Regions from separate parts of the Mus musculus genome. Here region 1 is linked to region 2. Evidence: chromatin contacts called from public HiChIP or PLAC-seq data. All regions are on one chromosome and are shown on one strand. The core of a region is the stretch at or near the end of the contact, and the rest is flanking DNA. Distances in the headings are between cores, read along the strand shown. Region 1 has its middle 25 kb from the start of Gm35356. Region 2 has its middle 33 kb from the start of Gm41964.

What was found. HiChIP or PLAC-seq counts read pairs in DNA pulled down with a chosen protein or histone mark.
Region 1: an H3K27ac HiChIP or PLAC-seq map of heart atrium shows a contact between it and region 2, with 8 read pairs. The contact joins two enhancer-like sites. A contact is called at or near these places in 1 of 484 Hi-C or Micro-C datasets (pancreatic cancer cells) and 2 of 115 datasets of contacts at active chromatin or transcription factors (double positive thymocytes and heart atrium).

Annotation. Positions count from the first base shown.
Region 1 is chr1:144,052,579-144,058,309 of GRCm38.p6, reverse strand. No RefSeq gene overlaps it. Among named protein-coding and RNA genes, the nearest start is that of Gm35356, 25 kb to the left of the region's middle. Within about 2 kb of position 2,314, at least 11 of the 459 cell types and tissues checked have an H3K27ac peak or open chromatin away from gene starts, as enhancers often do. A contact at or near this core is called in heart atrium, where this site is marked.
Region 2 is chr1:143,902,900-143,909,085 of GRCm38.p6, reverse strand. No RefSeq gene overlaps it. Among named protein-coding and RNA genes, the nearest start is that of Gm41964, 33 kb to the left of the region's middle. Within about 2 kb of position 4,690, at least 25 of the 459 cell types and tissues checked have an H3K27ac peak or open chromatin away from gene starts, as enhancers often do. A contact at or near this core is called in heart atrium, where this site is marked.

The sequences.
Region 1 (5,731 bases), core at 1,065-3,564, 150 kb before region 2:
ATAGATTCTTAGCTGGTTCATTCTTCTAAGGGAGCCGTGCTTTCCTGTGGGAAGTACAGGGGTACTTCTTATTCTTCACTTAGCTGTAATATCCCTGATTAGCTATTGGAAACATGATGTTTGCTGACTTCAGCTGGTCTAGATGCAGGGGTAAGGAACGCACCACAGCAGCTGACCAGAGAATGACTGGGGGCCAGCAGAGAGTCTGCTGAGCCAAGCATGTGTTCATCCAGGAGCATCGGTGTAACTTCCCAGTGTGCAGGATCTTCCTCTAACAGTGTAATTAGTTTAGGTCCGTATAGTATAAATGAACGCGTATTGTTCTGAGAACAAAGGATTTCAAGAATCACTGCTTTCTCCCACATGTTTAGGCTTAGGTTCCATGGTGACCTTGAATCTCACAAGTGGAAAATTGTCACATCAAAAAATGGAAGTGGCCTAGATGTCTGAAGCTGGAAAGAGAATTGCTGAGAAAATATCTGATGAAAAGCACGAGTGTATGCAGGTGCACAGGCACATGGAGGCCAGTCGTTCAAAAGAAAACCACTAGACACAACCTGTGGCTTTCATATGCATGTGCATACACCTACAGGACCATGTGAGCACACACACACACACACACACACACACACACACACACACACACACACACACAGAGGAAGGCAACAAATTTAAGTTGTTGACTCTGCAAATGACTCCCTCTTGTACTGCCTTGTCTTGGTCATGATGCTGTAACCTCTGCAGCAGTGGGTAAGCTATGTTAGTAGCTGTGACCAAAGAAACTATGAGAAGCAGTGATGTGCCTGCCTTTCAGGTTAGCCAATGAAAGACAAGCGGGGGGGATGGGGGGACCCTCCTGTGCCTGAATTAACATAGAAAACTAATGCTGAGATGACAGTAACAAAATGGGTCCTGAGTCATAGCTTAAAACAAGTTATCCTGGAAATCTTCCAGGTATTCAGAAAATGTTCACGATTAACAAATGGAAACTTTGTGGCACCTTTGACCCTGAAGCATACCCAAGCTCAGCCTCACTGAAACAATTACTTCTGATGGTCTCATTTTCTTTCCTTGGTAAGACATAGGTATAAAATATCCGGTGCTTTACAGGAAGCTGCATACAGTGAACTATTATTTACATATAAAAAACGGGAACAAATTAAGACAAAGTAAAATGACACATATGTGTGAAATGCTATAGTGAAGCCCATTATTTTAACATATTAACTTTCATAAGTAATTTTAAAAGAAAGAAAGAACAAATGAATTAGGACTGGAGAAGTGACTCAGCAGTTGAGATCAAGTTCTGTCCTTGACAAGAACATGAGTTCAGTTCCCAGCACCCACATGACATCTCACAACCATATGTAACTGCAGCTTCAGGGCTCTGATGCCCTTTTCTCAACCTCTGTAGTCACTTGCATGCGTGTGCACCCAGTCATGAACACATACATACATACATACATGCATACATATATACATACATACATACATACATACATACATACACACACACATACTCCAAAATAAAATAAATCAGGGGAAAGCCATTGCTTGGTTGCCTATACCTCAGTGGAGGACTGTGCATTTGAGCAGCACTATTTTTTTTTCCATTTTTTATTAGGTATTTAGCTCATTTACATTTCCAATGCTATACCAAAAGTCCCCCATACCCACCCACCCCCACTCCCCTACCCACCCACTCCCCCTTTTTGGCCCTGGCGTTCCCCTGTACTGGGGCATATAAAGTTTGCAAGTCCAATGGGCCTCTCTTCCAGTGATGGCCGACTAGGCCATCTTTTGATACATATGCAGCTAGAGTCAAGATGAGCAGCACTAATTTAACTTAATGCATTTTTCTTAAGTGATATTAAGTTTTAAGAGGTAGGAGATATGATGAGGGTAAGGGTAAGCAGGAGGAAGGAAATGGAAGACAGACATGATATATATATGTTGTGTGTGTGTGTGCGTGTGTGTGCGTGCACACACATGCATATATGTGGGGGGGGAAGGGAAGGGGAGGGAGAGAGGGAAAGAGAGAAAGAAAGAGACAATTTAAAGTATCTCACATTTACACTTTTGAACCAAAGCACTAGGTGACAAAGAGAACTATGCATAGGGCATAATCTTATTAACTGCACTTAACAAGACGAGAAAATGGCAGTGTAACTCCAGCCTGCATCTAGTAGCCCTGGCCTGAGTCTCAGAGCATCCTGGGAGTTGTTTGCTAATACATCTCCCTTAGCTGGATGTGCCCGGAATGTTCAGCATTCAATTCATTCCGCTCTGCACTGCCTCAGTGAGAATGAAGTGGCTCTAGTGAAAGCAGACACTTAGGGTTCCTAGGACAACCAGGAAAACATTTGTATGTGCCCTCCGTCTCCATGTATTGTTAAGATCAGGCAAACCCATTTTAAAACAACTCTTAAGTCAAATGGAAACCTTTGACATATATTCTGAGGCACCGAAGACTACAGTTTCGGGCTCGAAAGCTTTCTCCGACATAAACTCCTAAAGATTTAACTGCATGTCTCAACCAGTGCTTAGGAAACATGCTCGTGGCCTTAACTATTGGCACCTAATCTGTGATTTTCCAGGACGGAGTGGGTAGCAAGATAGCAGGTGGTGAAAAGGGCACATTAGGATCACCCAGGGAGAGTTTTCCAACTGCCTCACGCCCCACCCCTCAGCTTGGGGGCCTGGCGTGCATCCTCTGCGAGGCAGGGCATAGGGGGCATGAAGAAGTAAGTGCAAACAAGCATCATGAGGCTGCAGAATCCTTCTCTGTCCTCACACTCTCCTGTAGTTAGAACTCTTGAAATGCAGAAGAAAAGAACCCTCTTCTTAGAACTCTGTGGAGACAGACAAGTACAAACAAGATGTTCAGCAGAAGTCTGTGTTCCTGACTGAACCGAATGTTTCCTGACCATTCTCCTCACACCTCTGTTATCTCAGAACACAAAAGTCGGTCCAACCTTCTCGCTTGATGCTCACATTCAGAGTGCTCACAATATTGACGGTAGCATGCCTCCGGACAACATCTACCAAGTGTTAAAGATTCCAGAAAATTTAACACAATGCTCTGAGCTCTTCCTCCAAACCGTGTAGTCGTCACATAATCCTGTTCATTCACAGCACTCATCCATTAAAATAGTGATACCTTTGCTGTACTAATGTCAATGTTTGTCATAAATGTTTTATTAACTATTAATTTTCCTTGGTTCATGTGGATGACACGGCTCTCAACCGTCAGGGTTAACTTTACTAGACCTCTCTTTTCTCTCTAAAGATGGAGATCAGATAAAATTCATTATAATTCCAGTTTCTAGGAAGCCAAGTCAGGAATATGAATTGTAAGTTCAAAGCCAGCATGACCTACTTAATGAGACCTTGCCTGAATTAATGAACCAATCAATCCACCAAAAAGAAGGATGGGAGTACAGCCCCGTGGTAATGTCCTTGTCTAGCATGGAAGAGGTTCTGGATTTGATCTCCAGGATTACACAACCACCAAACAGCCCATTGCTTCTGGACGGGTTTCAGAACAGCTTCAAGTATCTTAATTTTACTAAAGACCATTGCAAACTTTACCCTCAAATCATGCGAGCACTCACTGTATATAACATCCTCTGGTATGGTTGAACTCATTAGAATTTTGAAACTTGATCCTAGGTGAATTAGAACATTTTTTTTTTTTACTCTATACTTGTCATGTACTATGATTATGCTGCCTTCTTCATTTTCTTTGCTAAAACAGTTAAAATTGGTTTCCACATTGGTCCTTCAAGAACTGACTCAAATATTTTTCTTTCTCCTCAGAGGTATTATTGCTCTGTAATAAGTGATTCGAAAACACACTGCTTTCTTCTTCAACTGAAACTCTAATGTCTGTCCTTCACAAAAGATATCCCTATTTTCCATCCCTACTTATTGAAAATGAACCATGAAGGACGCCCAGACTCCAGAACTGGGGATGGCGCATCCACTCCTTCCAAGGAGGGCATTCGAAGAGTTTAAACATGCTTTAAAACCCATACAAAAAGGTGCTCAGAATTTCTCCAGAGAAGCAATTATTCCTTCCCCGTGTGTTCTATATTGCAACACACTGTGTAATGATTGAATATTAATACTCAGAAAATAAATTTATATTTTGCAATTTCCATATATTTAAAATGCCAGAATTCCTAAAAAATAGTTGCCTCAATAAATGCTATAGGGATAACTGACTTTTATAGGGATAGTCTTTTGGCAAGATATGTCTTATTCTTTATATAAATATGAATTCTAAGAGAACTAAATATTTTAACTTTATAATTAAGTTGTATCAGTGATTTAGACATTGTGACACATGTCTGTAATTACAGCCCTTGTGACAATCAGATAGGAAGATCATGCCTTTGAGGACAGCCGGAGCCACACAGTGAGTCCAAGAGCAGACCGTCTCCAAAACAGTGTGTGTGTATATGTGTGTGTGTGTGTGTGTGTGTGTGTGTGTGTGTGTGTGTGTGTAAGCTAAGTGTAATAATATATGCCTTTGGAGACAAAGGGAAGAGGATCTCTGAGAGTTAGAGATATGGTATACATAGTAAGTTCCAGGCAAACCAGTAAGTCAGGCACTAATGATACACATGCACCCACATGTGTACGCATGCGCGCACACACAAACACACACATGATAAGGTAGGGAGCAGTTCAGCTCTCTGCCACCCCTGGTATATGCTATCAGCTCCTCTTGGCTGGAAGTCTGGGGTAAAGGTCAGAAGAGAGGTTCCAAGAGACAGCCTATTCTTTGCCTCTGCTAGCTTTATCAGTTCTTTATGGCTAGTGTCTGTTGGTTTGACATCTATTCTAATTAGCACATGTAATGTTACACGAGTTTCTGAGTATTTTAACTTAGTAATTTTATTTTTAATTTATGTTTATGAATAGTTTTCCTGTTTGTAGGTACATACAACGTGAGTGTGCCCATGGAGAACCAAAGACAGTGTTGGAAGACCTGGAGTTACAGAAAGATGGTAGTAAGCTATGTAGTTGCTGGGAACCAAACCTATGTCGTGTGTGTGTGTGTGTGTGTGTGTGTGTGTGTGTGTGTGTGTGTGTGTGCAGATATTTTGCCTAGGCCAAAAGAGAGCATCATGAGCCGGAGAGATGGTTAAGAGCACTGACTGCTCTTCCGGAGGTCCTGAGTTCAATTTCCAGCAATCACCTGGTGGCTCACAACCATCTGTAATGGGATTTAATGCCCTCTTCCAGCATGTCTGAAGAGAACAATAGTGTACTCACATACATAATATAAATAAATCTTTTTTTAAAAAGATAGAGAAAGCATCATATCCCTTAGAACTGGAGTTATAGAGAGTTGTGAACTGACATGTGGATATTGGGAATTGAACCTGGGTCTTCTAGAAAAGCATTCAGGGCTGTTAACCACTGATGAATCTCTCCAGTCCAGAGCTGGTAGGTATTTTAAGAACTACCTATAACTATGCACTCAAGCTTACGAAATAATTTCCTTAATTAAGATTCTTCCTTCCTAGATATATCTAGGTTTGTATTAAGTAAACAAAAAACAACCAATATAAAAGCAGAAGACAGACCAGGGAGAGATTTCTACATTGTGACATGAAAGTAGGCATTTTTTTCTTTGGGGGAATAAAGTTAGAGTTCTAAGAAGAGACATAGCTTTGAATTAGAAAGTGTGTGTGTGTGTGTGTATGTGTGTGTGTGTGTG
Region 2 (6,186 bases), core at 3,441-5,940:
TGGAAAGAGAGGCCCATTGGTCGTGCAAACTTTATATGCCTCAGTACAGGGGAATGACAGGGCCAAGAAGTGGGAGTGGGTGGGTGGGGGAGTGGGTGGGTGGGGGAGCGTATGGGGGACTTTTGGGATAGCATTGGAAATGTAAATGAAATAAATACCCCAAAAAAAGAAAAAAAAGAAAGAAATGTCTTTCATCCCTCTTTTTATCATAAACTATTGATGTTCTCAGAGGGTCCTTCTTATGGGTGAATCCATTCAGGCACCTAACTTCCCATCAACTCCACACTCTATTGCAGTGGTTTCAGTCTCTTCTCAAATATGTGCAATTGTTAAGACCCAAAGTTCTTCACTAGAAGGTCACTGTGAATTTTTAGTCTACCTGTGCAACTCTATTATGAGTATGTGTCTACAGAAATGTTTGAGGGAAATTAATACATCATTCTACAATGAAATCACTCATGGTAAAGTAAGCAGAGCTCAAGGAGAAGCCTTGCTGTGACAAAGGTCGAAGGTCACAGAGCAGAAGTCGAAAGCTGTTTGAAAAGGGCCAAAGTGAGCTTTCATTGTGTTTGTTTGTCAAACAATAACTTAAATTCGTTTGAATTTGCATTTTAATTCATTATATTTTATCCAATAATCACAAGTAGAAACCATGCATTTAACAAGAGGGATGGTTCAATTGAAACATGGAGTAGAGAGTCAATGGGAGCAAAAATGATCAATATAGGCATACATGAATTTGGCAAAAGTCACTATTTAATTAACCAGTTCTGTTGCTGTCTTCCTACTAGGTAGCAATTACCAAAGCTGAGCTGCTTTTCTGCCTTACCAGGGAGGGCCTTCACCAAGTGCATCCCTCACTTCTGTACTGTACCTGCCTGTTCCCTGTGCCACCTGAATTTGCTCTATGCTTAGAGTCTTAGTTAGCAATCTTCTTTGCATGGTTTAAAACACAATAAAGCTGTGTGCTGTGGCACACACTTGGATTCTCAGCACTCAGGAGGCTGAGGTGGAAGAATTGTGATTGATTTTTGAGGCCAGTGACAACTAGTATTAGTGTAATGTAACACAGTCAACTCCAGATTGAGTAGAGGTGGTCACACTTTTTAAACCACCACATAGGGTATAGAGTGACTTAGTATTTCATATTTCATTGATTATTTACATTTTCTTTTTTTTGATTATTTACATTTTCAGCCATAATTATTTAAAAGGATACACTAAAAATATCTATATCTAGGAGCACTGACTATCGCATAAAATGTTACTTAAAAATTGGACATTGGTGGGAGCCTTAACTAGTCTGAGACATTTTGCTATGAGAGAGTCCAAGAAAACTACAAAAAGAAAACATGTGGAAGAGAACTTGGGACACATAGGATCCCAGCAGTCGTGTCAGCCAGATCTCAGACATTTAAGCCATTTCAGCTAAGTCCACGTACAGCACAGAACAGAACTGAGCTACCTCCATGATGCTCTGAACAAGCGAGTGACCCACAAAATGATGTTCACACGAAATGTTGAAGCCAGATGTGGTGATGCATGACTGAAATTTTGGTGCTTGCAAGGTGGAGGCAGGAAGCTCAGGGGTTGAAAGATAACCTTGACGACATGGCAAGCTTAAGGACAAACAAGGCTTCATGACATCCTGTATCAGGAAAAGAAAAAACACGAAAAATGAAGTGTTGTTTGAAGCTTTAAAAACTAGTGTTTTAAACATTCTCTAGCTTAAAAAAAATTCTCTAGCTATAATTGAGAATTGTATCCCACAAAACTAAACTAACAAATTAGATTTTACCATAATTATAATGTTCTGCTTGTTTGAAAGACACTATGAAAACCACAGTGAATTTGGGAATAAAACATCTATCTAATAAAGAATTTGCATCTATATTATGTGAAGAAATTTCAATGCAAAATAGCAGCCCAGTATTTTAAAGTGAGAAAAAGATGTGGACAGATATTTCACCAAGTCCACAGATACCAAATAAGCATGTGTGGAAAGTTGCATCATAGGTCACTAGGGCTACTCTACTCAAATACAGATAAGAAAAAGCTGATACTGCACAGCTTCTAGAGGGTAAAAATAAAGAAATAAAAAGAACAATACCAGGAACCACAAGGAATTTAATAAATTAGAACATATATATACTGCTGGTAAAAATACAAAAGTCATCTAGTTTGGAAAACAGGCTGACACTACATACACTACATAACATACACTTACCATAGGGTATAGGACTCCCACTCTTGGATGATTTATTGCTAAACATTTTCTGTGTAAAGCATTCACAACTGTACATGAATGTTGATAATGGCTTTATTCACAATCAACAAAGCTGGAAAGTTCTCAGATATTCCTTCCAACTTGCAAAAGAATAGAGAAACTATGCAGTATCTCTGAACCATGTCTCTGAATGTAGAATATCACTCAGTGTTATGAAGGAACAAAGTACCTAAAAAAAACATGGCAACACACAGTGCTATAAATGAAAGAAGACAGATTCTACATTAGTCACACGTATAATTTACATAATGTTCTATAAAAGTCAAAATCAAAGGAACAGACAACTGATCCATGATTGCCTGTGGTTACTGGTAAAAATGGATGAGGATATTTTGGAAAATTCTGGGACTATTTTACATTTAATAGTATTATACAGGGCTGGAGAGAAGGCTCAGCAGTTAAGAGCACTGACTGCTCTTCTGAAGGTCCTGAGTTCAAATCTCAGCAACCACATGGTGGCTGATAACCATCTGTTATGAGATCTGACACCCTCTTCTGGTGCGTCTGAAGACAGCTGCAGTGTACTTATAATAATAAATGAATCTTTAAATAAATAGTATTGTACAGACATGTCCTCTGAATTGAAAAATTTACTTCTGGATAAAGGCACAATAGGACTAGGAAATAAACAGAACATACAAGGCTCAGGAAGTAAACAAAACTTAGAAGGCTCAGGAAGTAAACAAAAAGCCAGGTGTAGTGGCGCATGCCTTTAATCCCAGCACTTGGGAGGCAGAGGCAGGCGAATTTCTAAGTTCGAGGCCAGCCTGGTCTACGGAGTAAGTTCCAGGACAGCCAGGACTACACAGAGAAACCCTGTCTCGAAAAAAATTAAAAAAAAAAAAAAAGAAGTAAACAAAACTGTATAATCACAAAAAAAACCTCCTGAAATAAGATTCACAAGTCTCCCCAAGATTATATAAACAGTAATAACTAAATTAGGCAGAAATTAATTGGCATTTTTCTATGTGCCAATTTGCCTACAGATTGTTTAGTGAGCTCCTGGGATGCTCAGGTGAATTGTTGTTCAATGATGTCTGGGTGGACTGTTCAAGATGCAACTTGCCTATGAGACATCCATGCTCCTGTAGGAAACCTTACCTACCCTCCCGTAAGGAATCCCTCTCCTATACTCCTTCAGGTAAGCACAGGAAACTCATTCAGTAAAATAGACTAAGATGGAACCATTTATTTGGTCTGTCATCAAGTGCTCTATCTAGCCTTGAATGTTTGAAGCCAAGAAATCTTCCCAAATGGCTAAGCTGCATGCCTAGCAATCTTTCAGATATGATAGGGTCTATAAATTCTAAAGTGCTTAAATGTTTGTTTATTACATTTTATGTATACTAACATAGGTATGTAAAATGCTAAATAATTATAGTCTTGTGTTTTATTTATTTTGAAAGCCTGTATACCACCAAATGGAGACCCATAGCAATGATGGCAATAGAGCTTCAGTCTGTTAAGAAGCTACAGAGATCCAAATGATCGGCAATTGTCCAGAGTACTCCCATTGTCGAGATTAGAAAAAGATGCAAAAAAAGAGTCACCGTTTTGACTAAGACTTCCTTTAAGATAAAATGTCTGATACATCTGTGTATTTCAAAATTATGCACAAGACCTGGCACTCAGCAAACAGGGCAGATGAATTAAATGTGTTCCACGTTCCACAGTAGACTCACATTTGGAATAAACATTTGCTCAACCTATAAAGCCTTGGATGACCCTGCACTTGCTTTCCCCTGAGGCCATTTACACCGTTCCCTTGATAGTAACCAAGCAACCCCACCTTCTTCAGTTCCCCAGCAGTAAGACACATTGGGCATTAGCCCTGAATGCTGCTTACAGCTAGAAGCTGATGGCCTGCTCTGCTACTCCAGCTTTCCACAGGTATGTCCTCGCAGGCATTTGGCTTTCAGTGTACATTCCACCTCCTTACAAAAATCTCCCCAAGTCTGGAGATGTGGCTCAGCAGTCAAGAGCACTTCCTGCTCTTCCAAAGGACCCAAGTTCAGTTTTCAAAGGTGTGTGACACCCTCTTCTGACCCCCATGGATACCTGCACATATGTAGGGACACACACACATTCAGAAAAAAAAAAGATCTACCTAACTGCCAGTATAAAATAGCCAGTTGTTACTCCCTATACCTGGGCTTAAATTTTTGCCTTGCATTTATCACATTCCAACGGTTTTCTTTTTATTTACCTCCAGACTTACAGGTATTCTCCTCTGCTAGGTCACCACACTAGGACTCATATCTTTTCCACTTACAATTCTTAAGTCTACTGGAAAAATGAGGAAATTGGTTCTTTTTTCTCTATACTGAAGAGAGCAAGACTTGGCCTTGTTCAGTACTGGGTCTCTGAGAAAATAGGAAATCTCTGCCATAGAATGAGAGCTCTGTGGAGAGCTGACAAACTGTCAGTGAAGAGTGTGGTGTTTCATGCTGTCTGTGTATGGCCATACTTATAGCTCCAGAGTGAAGGAGTGAACTGTGTATAACTCTGTCCAAGTGGCCTGCCATGTGAAATCCCTCTGAAGGTCCCTAGCTGTCATCCATATGGTTCGCTTCTCCCTAGCTCACAGCAGTGCCTAGTAACTAAAACAAGTTATGGAAATTAACAGCTGTGACACTGATTCCAAAGCCCTGCCAGGGTATTTCCTAGCAGGTGCCAAGTTTAAATATAGGATGCAAGGGAATGCCCTGCTGCCAGCATGGAGTATGGTACCAGACAACTGTTGTGCTTGGGATCCCGCTGAGCCAACTGTTTCTATGTTGACATCCATGTCTGTATCATCGTGTACAACTGAAAGAGCATCTTTCTCAGACCATTACCCTGATGCTTTTGTGGTGTGTAAAATAAAAGAATTTACTTGGTATTTCAGGTAAATTGCATTAAAATTGTATTCTACTGTCCTTTTTTTTTACTTTAGAATTCCTCAAATGTTTTGTTTCTAACCCCAAATCCCTAAAACTTGAATGGAGCCTTTTTGGTAATTTACTAACTCCTTATCTTGCAAACGGCTACAAAAGAAAAGTTCTTTAATTTGTTTATAAAGATTCCACAAAATAGTCTCAGCTTCTCCCCCAGAGGATCTATGAACAAAGCCCAGGCTTCTTGCAATGCTGGGAAAAGGCTTCAGTGTATTTCCCTCCCTGCAGAACTTTGAAGGTGACATTTTTAAGTCCAAGCTCAGGACTACCATTACCCATAGTAAGTGCTCCATGAGCCTCTTAATCTAAGAGTAACTAGAAAACTCTCTTCACTCAACAAACAAGACGCACACTTTGGACGCTGAGGAATCACGATGCCCTGAAGCCAGTCAAGGACAGAGTTCTTCAGTTTCCCTTGGCAGTGCCTCAGCCTTTGTCAGGCTGCTGAAGGGAGACTGAGGAGCAGCAGTAGAACACGGACTTCCCATTTATGCAGCGTTTGACAGTTTTGAAACAATGAAGCTTTCCAATTTAGTTTGGGTTTGTTGTTGTTTGTTGAGACAGGATCTCTTGTAGCTGAGGCTACATCAAACCTGCTACATAGCCAAAGATGGCATTGAGCTCTCATTCCTCCTGCTTCCAGCCCCCAAGTGCTGAGAATGCAGGCATCTGCCAACGGGTCTAGATTTTAATGTGTAGTCTAGTATAAACTTGTCAATATATGATATGAAAAAAAGCAGGATACATAATTATCTATGTGGAACCATCTCTATTAGCTTACACCCTTAATCTATTATAGAGGCTGAGGCAAAATTCTGCCATGAGTAGTTCTAAGACCAACCTTGACTCCAGAGGAAGACCCTGTTCTACAAAGCAAAAAAATAGTAAGTCAGTGAAATTGTTGGGGGTTTTTTTGGTAAAAGAGAAATGTTAATGCCCATGTTTAGGCTGTAGAATAAAGCA